Linked DNA regions of Bicyclus anynana: region 2 is linked to region 1. A link is a contact called in public Hi-C data. All regions are on one chromosome and are shown on one strand. The core of a region is the stretch at or near the end of the contact, and the rest is flanking DNA. Distances in the headings are between cores, read along the strand shown.

Region 1 (4,029 bases), core at 874-3,373:
GAGACACAGTTCAGCCTTGGCAAGAGTCAGGCCAGCGTTTTTACAGGTGCAGTACAATACCCTAACGACAACTTTGAAGATCCTAGTTTTCATCATCATCATCATCATCATATCAGCCGATGGACGTCCACTGCAGGACATAGGCCTTTTGTAGGGACTTCCAAACATCACGACACTGAGCCACCTGCATCCAGCGAAGTCCTGCGAGTCGCTTGATGTCGTCAGTCCACCTGGTGGGGGGTCGGCCAACACTGCGCTTACTAGCTCCTAGTTTTAGCACACTTCGATCGAATTATATTAAGATGATGGATCATTTCCATTTATTATACTACTAGCTGACATCGCGCGGTTTCACCCGCGTGGTTCCCGTTCCCGTAAGAATATGGGGATAATATATAGCCTATAGCCTTCCTCGATAAATGGGCTATCTAACACTGAAAGAATTTTTCAAATCGGACCAGTAGTTTCTGAGATTAGCGCGTTCAATCAAACAAACAAACAAACAAACAAACTCTTCAGCTTTATAATATTAGTATAGATTATTATGAATTCCAATGTGCTATCCTTTGCAATCGTCTTGGGGTTTGTGCATTCAAAGGCAAAATATTTCAAGTAGGTTTACTTTACAAACACTGTTGGAAGGTCTGGCTACGTAATGAATAATGATGTTATAAGTAATGTCGAAAATTTAAAATTAATGTTACAAGGGGTTGATTCGTTACGCGCTTTGATCCGAGAACAGCCCACAAAATTAGCCAGAATTTATTGGAACTAAGTACCCAATACATTGTTTACTTATCCTTTGATTAACTGTATCATACACCAACTATAGAAAGCTGTGGTAACCCAGTGGATATGACCACTGCCTCCGATTCTGGAGGGTGTAGGTTTGAATCAGGTCAATCAATTAAATATCACGTGTCTTAAACGGTGAAGGAAAACATCGTGAGGAAACCTGCATACCAGAGAATTTTCTTAATTCTCTGCGTGTGTGAAGTCTGCCAATCCGCATTGGGCCAGCGTGGTGGACTATTGGCTTAACCCCTCTCATTCTGAGATTGGAGCTCAGCAGTGAGCCGAATATGGGTTGATAATGATACCAACTATTCCATACAATCGTTCTGTTTGTGTTGTAGGTTCGATAGCCATTCCCGGCGCGTGTATCGGCATCTTCATGGGCGGGTGCCTGCTCAAGCGGCTGGAGCTGCGGCCCAAGGGCGCCGTACAGTTCGTGCTCATCTCCAACACGATCTGTCTCTCGTGCTACGCGCTTCTGTTCTTCCTCGGCTGCGACAACATCAAAATGGCCGGCACCACGATACCTTACACGAATAACAGGTCAGACATTTCTTTGATATCAAACTGGTGAGTCTACAGGCATAGTGAAACAGTGTTTGTTATTTTAACCTACCAGTAGATGGCGTTTTTATAGAACTTTGAAACAATCCCTTTTTGTAGACTTTATGAACCTTTTGCACGATGCAGTTACGCCTGAGGCTCATAGTTGGCGCTATGTTATTTTAGAAAAAAAATTACTTCAGTCGTATAGTCAAAAGCACACCTCTTTTTAATTACACGCTTTGTATTAGCTTCACTTGTAACTATGAATGTAAGAAAAACTTGGAATCTTAATTTGACCCACTTCCCGGTCTTCGATTAGGATGAAATTTTGCACACGCTCTGAGTTCTGATGATAACACATGACTAGCTGAGAAACGTCATTGCAAATCCAATATGGCTGCCTCCCCAAGATGGCGGACTGGCTGTTTGAAATCCACCCTTATGATATGGATATCAAATGAAAGGGTTTGTTGTCGGAATACGATAAAAATAGTCACGTGACTTAAATCCAATATTTATAACTTTTTTTTGTGCGTGCTAAAAAGGGGTTTTTTTAAACTACTTAAAGTTATTTTATAGTGCACTTTTTACCTATTACATATTATCTAATCGTTCTCGTAAAAGACGGATATTTAAATTGGAATGTATTTTTTACACAGTAACGTTGAGCCGTTCAAAGTGAACCTGACCGCGGCGTGCAACTTCAACTGCCTGTGCACGGAGACGGACATGGAGCCCGTGTGCGGCAACAACGGCCTCACGTACTTCTCGCCGTGCCACGCCGGCTGCGCCGCCTTCTCCTCGCCGCGCTCCAACTTCACCAACTGCGCCTGTGAGTGGGGAACTATCTATACATACTCTCAAAGTCATGGGCCTCTTGCATGGACTTCCAAACATAACGGTCTCAAACCGCCAGACGTATGCAGGCTCCTTGCATGCCGCTTGATGTCCTCGGTCCGTGGGTGGTCGACATTCTTGACACCCCTTGCCCCGTTACCACAACCGATGCTAGCCGCGAATAGCGGGGCAACCGCCCCGTGGGTAAAAATACCATAACTTGCTCTGCATTAATGTGAATCTGATTAATTTGACAGATTAACATTTACAAAAAAAAGCTAAAAACGGTTCGCCAACTCGATTCTTCGAAGTCTTACCTTGTAAGCTAAAGGAAGGTTTTTTGGAAATAACAAATTTATGTGGTAAAAATGAAGAGACCTTTTTTTTAAAAAAGGCTAAAAACGGTTTGCTAACTCGATTCTTCGAGTCTTAGAAAATGGAGAGACCTTTTCCTTAAAGGATGTTTGAAATCGTGGTATCTAATAATGAGATCAAGAAATTAGTTTTGACAATTTTTTAGTGCGACTTCCCCCGCTCTTAGATTTCCTTAATTAATCCCTATCGCAAAATCCATTCTTGGCGAACACGTACTAACTATTAACTATCTCCTGCCAAGCGGTATTCGATGTTTCGTGTTAAGTGACTTTTCGCATTTAAACAGGGTGGGTCCTAGAACTCTGGGGTTCTATACCGAAAATTAATTAAAAATGTTCATTGTTCAAGGAAGATGTGTTCTAAAATTAATATATTCGGGGTAAATAATATTCCTTTTGTAAATGAGTCTTAAAATTTGTCCCTTATACGCATTCTATTCCTATCCTACACGCATATAATTATGACGTAATAGTAAAATATAGGAGTGTGTTACTTGAGTAGTCGGAATTATTTGAATCACATTATATGAAAACATAAAAAGTTTTAATTTTTTAGTTGAAAAAATATTAGTTAAGCGATTCGGCTCCTATAAGTGGACACGTCAAAACCTTGAAGTTATGGGAAATACTCCCGACCACCCTGTATATTAAGTTATTAAGAAGGCGATTAAGAACCGTCGTTCCTTGCAGGCGTGCACGAGAACAGCCGCGAGGCGGTGGGCGTGGGCGTGGGGATGGGCGTGGGCGGCGCGTCGGCGTCGGCGCTGACGGCGGGCGCGGCGCGCGAGTACAGCGAGGTGACGGTGGTGCCGGTGGCCACGGCCGGGCCCTGCAACCCGCCCTGCACCACCATCTTCCCCTTCCTCGTGCTGCTGTTCTTCATGACCTTCATCGTCGCCGTCACTCAGATGCCCTTGCTCATGATCGTGCTCAGGTACCTACTGCTTGTGCTTCACGTTTCGTTAAATTTCTTTACGCACGCTTGACTTTGGTGATAAGCTGGTGAATGCGTTACGAAAAATGTAATCTGGCGTGGCAAACGGACATTGAGAGGGAAGAAGAAGTTATACTTTAGTCATGTGGTTATTTTTTTTAATTTAATAACACACACTCGTTTTTTTTTTTTTAATTTAATAATACTTTAATCCATATTTCCTGTTACATTTTCACAGCTAAATCACTGAACTGTTTTGGATGAAATTCGATATAGAGATAAATTGGATTTTGCAGCAGAATATATGCATTTATATATATCCGGAAATATTTCATGGTACCCGCAAGATATGTAAAAATAACGTGTGCGTCTGATAACTTAAACCTGCTGCCGTATGCGTTTGAGAAAGGGAAGCCAGACAGAGTGTCGTAGTAACGCGTTACGTTACGAAGTGGTTTATCTTCCCATACGCGAACGGAATCGCGGGCGTCCGCTAGTAATAAATGTGGGTTCTCTGTCAACACAGTACACTATATGAGCTAC
Region 2 (4,029 bases), core at 1,104-3,603, 64 kb before region 1:
GTAATTAGTATTCAATTGTAATAAATTTAAATATAACTGTTACACATTTATATCTGGTTTCTAAAACAAGTTTGTAAACGCGGTCTAAAAACTGGTATTAAAAAGATTTTTTGTAAAAATCATCATCATTGACAACCCATATTTTGCTGTTGAGCACGAGTCTCCTCTCCGAATGAGAGTGACTAGGCCTAAGACCACCACGCTGCGTATTGGCAGACTTCATACACGTAGAGAATTAAGAAAATTCTCAGGTATGCAGGTTTCCTCACAATGTTTTTCCTTCACCATTTCAGATATAATCAATTTCTTAAAATACACATATTAACTGAAAAGTTAGAGGTGCATGCCCCTGACCGGATTCGAACCGAAACCCTCCGAATCGAAGCCAGAGGTCATATCCACTGGACTCTACATGGACATGTAAAATATGTACCTACATCACTCACCGCTCTAAGGTGTAGTGTACTTAAGTACTTATATCTAGAGCACCTACTGAACTCTGCAACTACTGAATCGATTTGGTTGAAATTTAAAACGGAGATACATTATACCGTAGATTAACGCAAAGGCTATTTTTATCCCGAAAAATCCATGGTATTTGCGAGATTTACGAAAAACTGATGTAGTATGAATGTTTGTTACCCTTTTACGTCGTGACTATCTACTTACTAACCGAATTAGATGAATTTTAGAATTGAGATAGATTACCTGGATTAACACGTAAGCTACTTTTCGCAGATAACACTGCAGGTCGCAGCTAGTATTATAAAAACTCCGTTAGTCACATATCCCGCACGATTTCCGTGTCCGGCTGTGATCCGGATTAAAAGTAGCCTAATCCAAAATTCATCAAAATTGGTTCTGTTGGTTAGCCGTGAAAAGTGAAACAGCCGAACAGATTTATTTTCGCATTTATAATAAGTATTATTAGTATTTTTTAATTAATTCATCGATACCCTACCTAGTAAGTCCAAGCGCAAAATATGGCTTGTGTGATAGAGACCTTACAGTATGTTTAACAAATTGCGTATACTGTGTTACTGGCAGAGAATAGTACACGTACTAAACGAAATAAAATGCTCCGAGAAAATATAAGAATATTTCGTTACTTATCTACATAATGTTACACATAAAATTGTAAATTAAGCAGTAAGGAAATTACTCGTCTATTGTTCTATATCCCTGTTCATCATTCATATTATTACTATCTAACTAGCCGACGCCCCGCGGTATCACCCGCGTAGTTCCCGTTCCCGTGAAAATACGGGGATAAAATAATTATATCCTATGCCACTTACAAATAGCGTGACTAGTAGTATTAAAAATCGATGCAGTATGTTCCAGAGATTACCTCCTTTAACACCACAAACTTTACCTTAGAATATTAGTGTATATAGGCACTTATAATAAAAGAACAACATCAGTGTCTCTATTAAACAGAGAGACATATCCTACGAGTAGGTACATCAATGATTAACCCTTCCAAGAAATGATTTGTATCAACGACCATTGGTTTGTATGATAAAAGAAGAGTATACCTAGTAGCTATACGTATTTTCATACGTATAGCTACTAGGTCCATTCCTGCTAATTTCAGGATCTACTGGACGGAATAACACGTTTTTTGCTATAATTATGCCGCTTGAAAAATCAGAGATTTTCTTTCTGATTGTGTAAGTGCCGTAGATAGGGCCCTCTATGTAACCGGATGATACTGTGCTTAAGTATGGCTAATTCAGAATGCGGGTCCAAACTTCAGCTAGAAGAAGACCTTATGATGATCTATGTAACCGATGTGTCCGTCGGGCGCAGAATCATCGCGTTATGCTTCTGCATGTTGGCCCTGTAAGTTATAAGCCCCACAGGCAGAAGCAGAAGAGATGGGCGGACCGACTCTTGCGTCTTTTGATTCTGAGACTTGGACCTCGGCTTGAGGGTCGTTCCCGAGGGGCGTTTTGGCCTGAGTTTATCAGTCCTGTCGCTTCCGTGACTGTGAATGAATCCTAAGTCCGGATGACTTAAGAAATCGGGGACCTCGTTTTCTGTAAAACATGTGAAATATATGCGTGGTTTTACTTTACGATTAATGGGTAAACAATGAATCATCCCCTGTTTTCTTACGCTTAGGGTTGAACTTTGTTTTTCCAAATTTATGTAGAACCAAATTCCAAATATACCCTTTCCAATAAAAAAAGGTTTGTCATAATTGAACCACTCAGTAGAAATATAAGAGTCGAATACACTGTAATATTTGAGTCGAATTGCCTTCTCTCTCCGTTTTTTCGTCGGATAGGAACAGAAAGACGACAAAACAAACCTAGGTTTGGCAGACGAACTAAACCAACCATTTTATAATGTTATAGCGCCATCTGACAAACGCTTTATAAACAAACTCCAGAGAAACGTGAGGGTGAGAAAATATACGGCTTATACTACAGATGTCGTCACTTGGGTTGTCTTTACTTACACCACCTAGAGTAAAATAACATAAACACTTATTTAGAGTTTGTTGCATTTTATACTAGATGGCAGTAAACAACAACAGCTGTTCTCTCGTGACCGTTTGTTTTGTTTTTGTGCAGCTATGTTTACGTTTATGTCTACAGTCCAGAGACTATAGAATAGTGTCAGTCAGCGAACTGCAAAGCATAGATTATGAGTAATTGTCAAATTGTCTTTGACACTTTGTGATTTTGTCAGTCAGTGAGATTTTGCAGTGTGTTGTGTAGTGTTGATTCTAGAAAGTCTTCAATATTTGTTGAAATATTTTAATTTTAAACGAACAGATACTGTATTTTTCATCTGATTAAGTGCATCAAACAAATGTTCTTCTAATTTTTGTTTGTTTGTTTTAATAACTGTGCCATTTTAATTGTTTCGGTCACAAAGAGGTTTGGTTTTGTTAACTGTACGCACTACGCAAGGAATCTATTCTAACAGCGTTGAATGTAAGTACGCAAAACATTTTTTTTAGTCTAGATTGTTTTGTAACTTATTCGTTGGAAATATGAAACAAACGACCTACATATCTGTAAAAAATGCAACACAAATGTCATAGCAGCCGAGGTCACAATTTTGGTCAATGTAATGAAAAAAAATCATTTTATTATTGTTATAAAAACTGTAAATTGGGATCATGTTACACAATTATCGATGTGATAAATATTTCTCAATTACACAGTAATAATTATTTTATCTATCTCAGTAATAACAAAAGAGATGCAGAATAAAGCATAATAACACAAGCACAATTATGTTGCTTATAATATTATGACGACATAGCGTTCATGTAATTATGAAAATTTAGCACTATGATCTAGTTTTAGAAAGTAACACTATCTGCAATACATTCTATACACAAATGGTAATGTTAAGGTCGTAGTTGTACTAAACTGGCAAACTAACATTTACTTTTAAGTTCTTACACACCAGGAACTCCATTTTCTATTTAAATAGTCTATAAGGTCAATCAAACCTTAGTACAAATAACCATAAAATTACATACTTAAAACATGACAATAAGGTATAGACTTTTGATTATTCTGATTGTTTGACAACAATTTTTTTTGTGATATCTAAATTTCCACTCCACTACCATTATTAACAATCCATATTTGGTTCACCGTTCAAATCTCAGAATGAGAGGAATTAGGCTAATAGTCCACTCTTCTGCTTTCTATTCCTTCTTATAGCAAGCAAGCAAAGTATAATTTAAATTGTCATTTGACACATTAAATTAAAACTGGTAGTTGCATTGTGGTTAATTTTATTTCATTAGCAAGTATTATTAGTCAAAGTATAAAATTTAGTAATATTATCAGATGTGTACAATTATTTTTCTAACACCTAGGTATGTGAGCAAAAGTAATGAATTAATGCTCTGAGGGTTTTACAGAGTTTCTTGCTTGTGACATCAGTCACTCAATTAGCACAAGCCTTGGTCGCTTATGCTAATTGTGTTGTTCACAAACCTATTAATTTTCAGCATATTATATAAATGAAATAAAAGCAAGAGTAAAATATTTAACA

What was found. A called contact is a pair of places that touch in the nucleus more often than the background predicts.
Region 2: a contact with region 1 is called in a Hi-C map of whole larva, with 3 times the contacts expected there. The contact joins the promoter of LOC112043018 here to the enhancer-like site in region 1. A contact is called at or near these places in 2 of 2 Hi-C or Micro-C datasets (whole body and whole larva).

The regions. Positions count from the first base shown.
Region 1 is chr1:13,054,380-13,058,408 of ilBicAnyn1.1, reverse strand. LOC112043018 (solute carrier organic anion transporter family member 5A1) reads left to right here. Exons shown (of 17, transcript XM_052882658.1): 11 at 1-46; 12 at 1,137-1,338; 13 at 2,001-2,173; 14 at 3,243-3,486. Among protein-coding and RNA genes, the nearest start is that of LOC112043023, 13 kb to the right of the region's middle. Within about 2 kb of position 2,123, at least 8 of the 8 cell types and tissues checked have open chromatin away from gene starts, as enhancers often do.
Region 2 is chr1:13,118,135-13,122,163 of ilBicAnyn1.1, reverse strand. LOC112043018 (solute carrier organic anion transporter family member 5A1) reads left to right here and starts at 2,353. Exons shown (of 17, transcript XM_052882658.1): 1 at 2,353-2,948.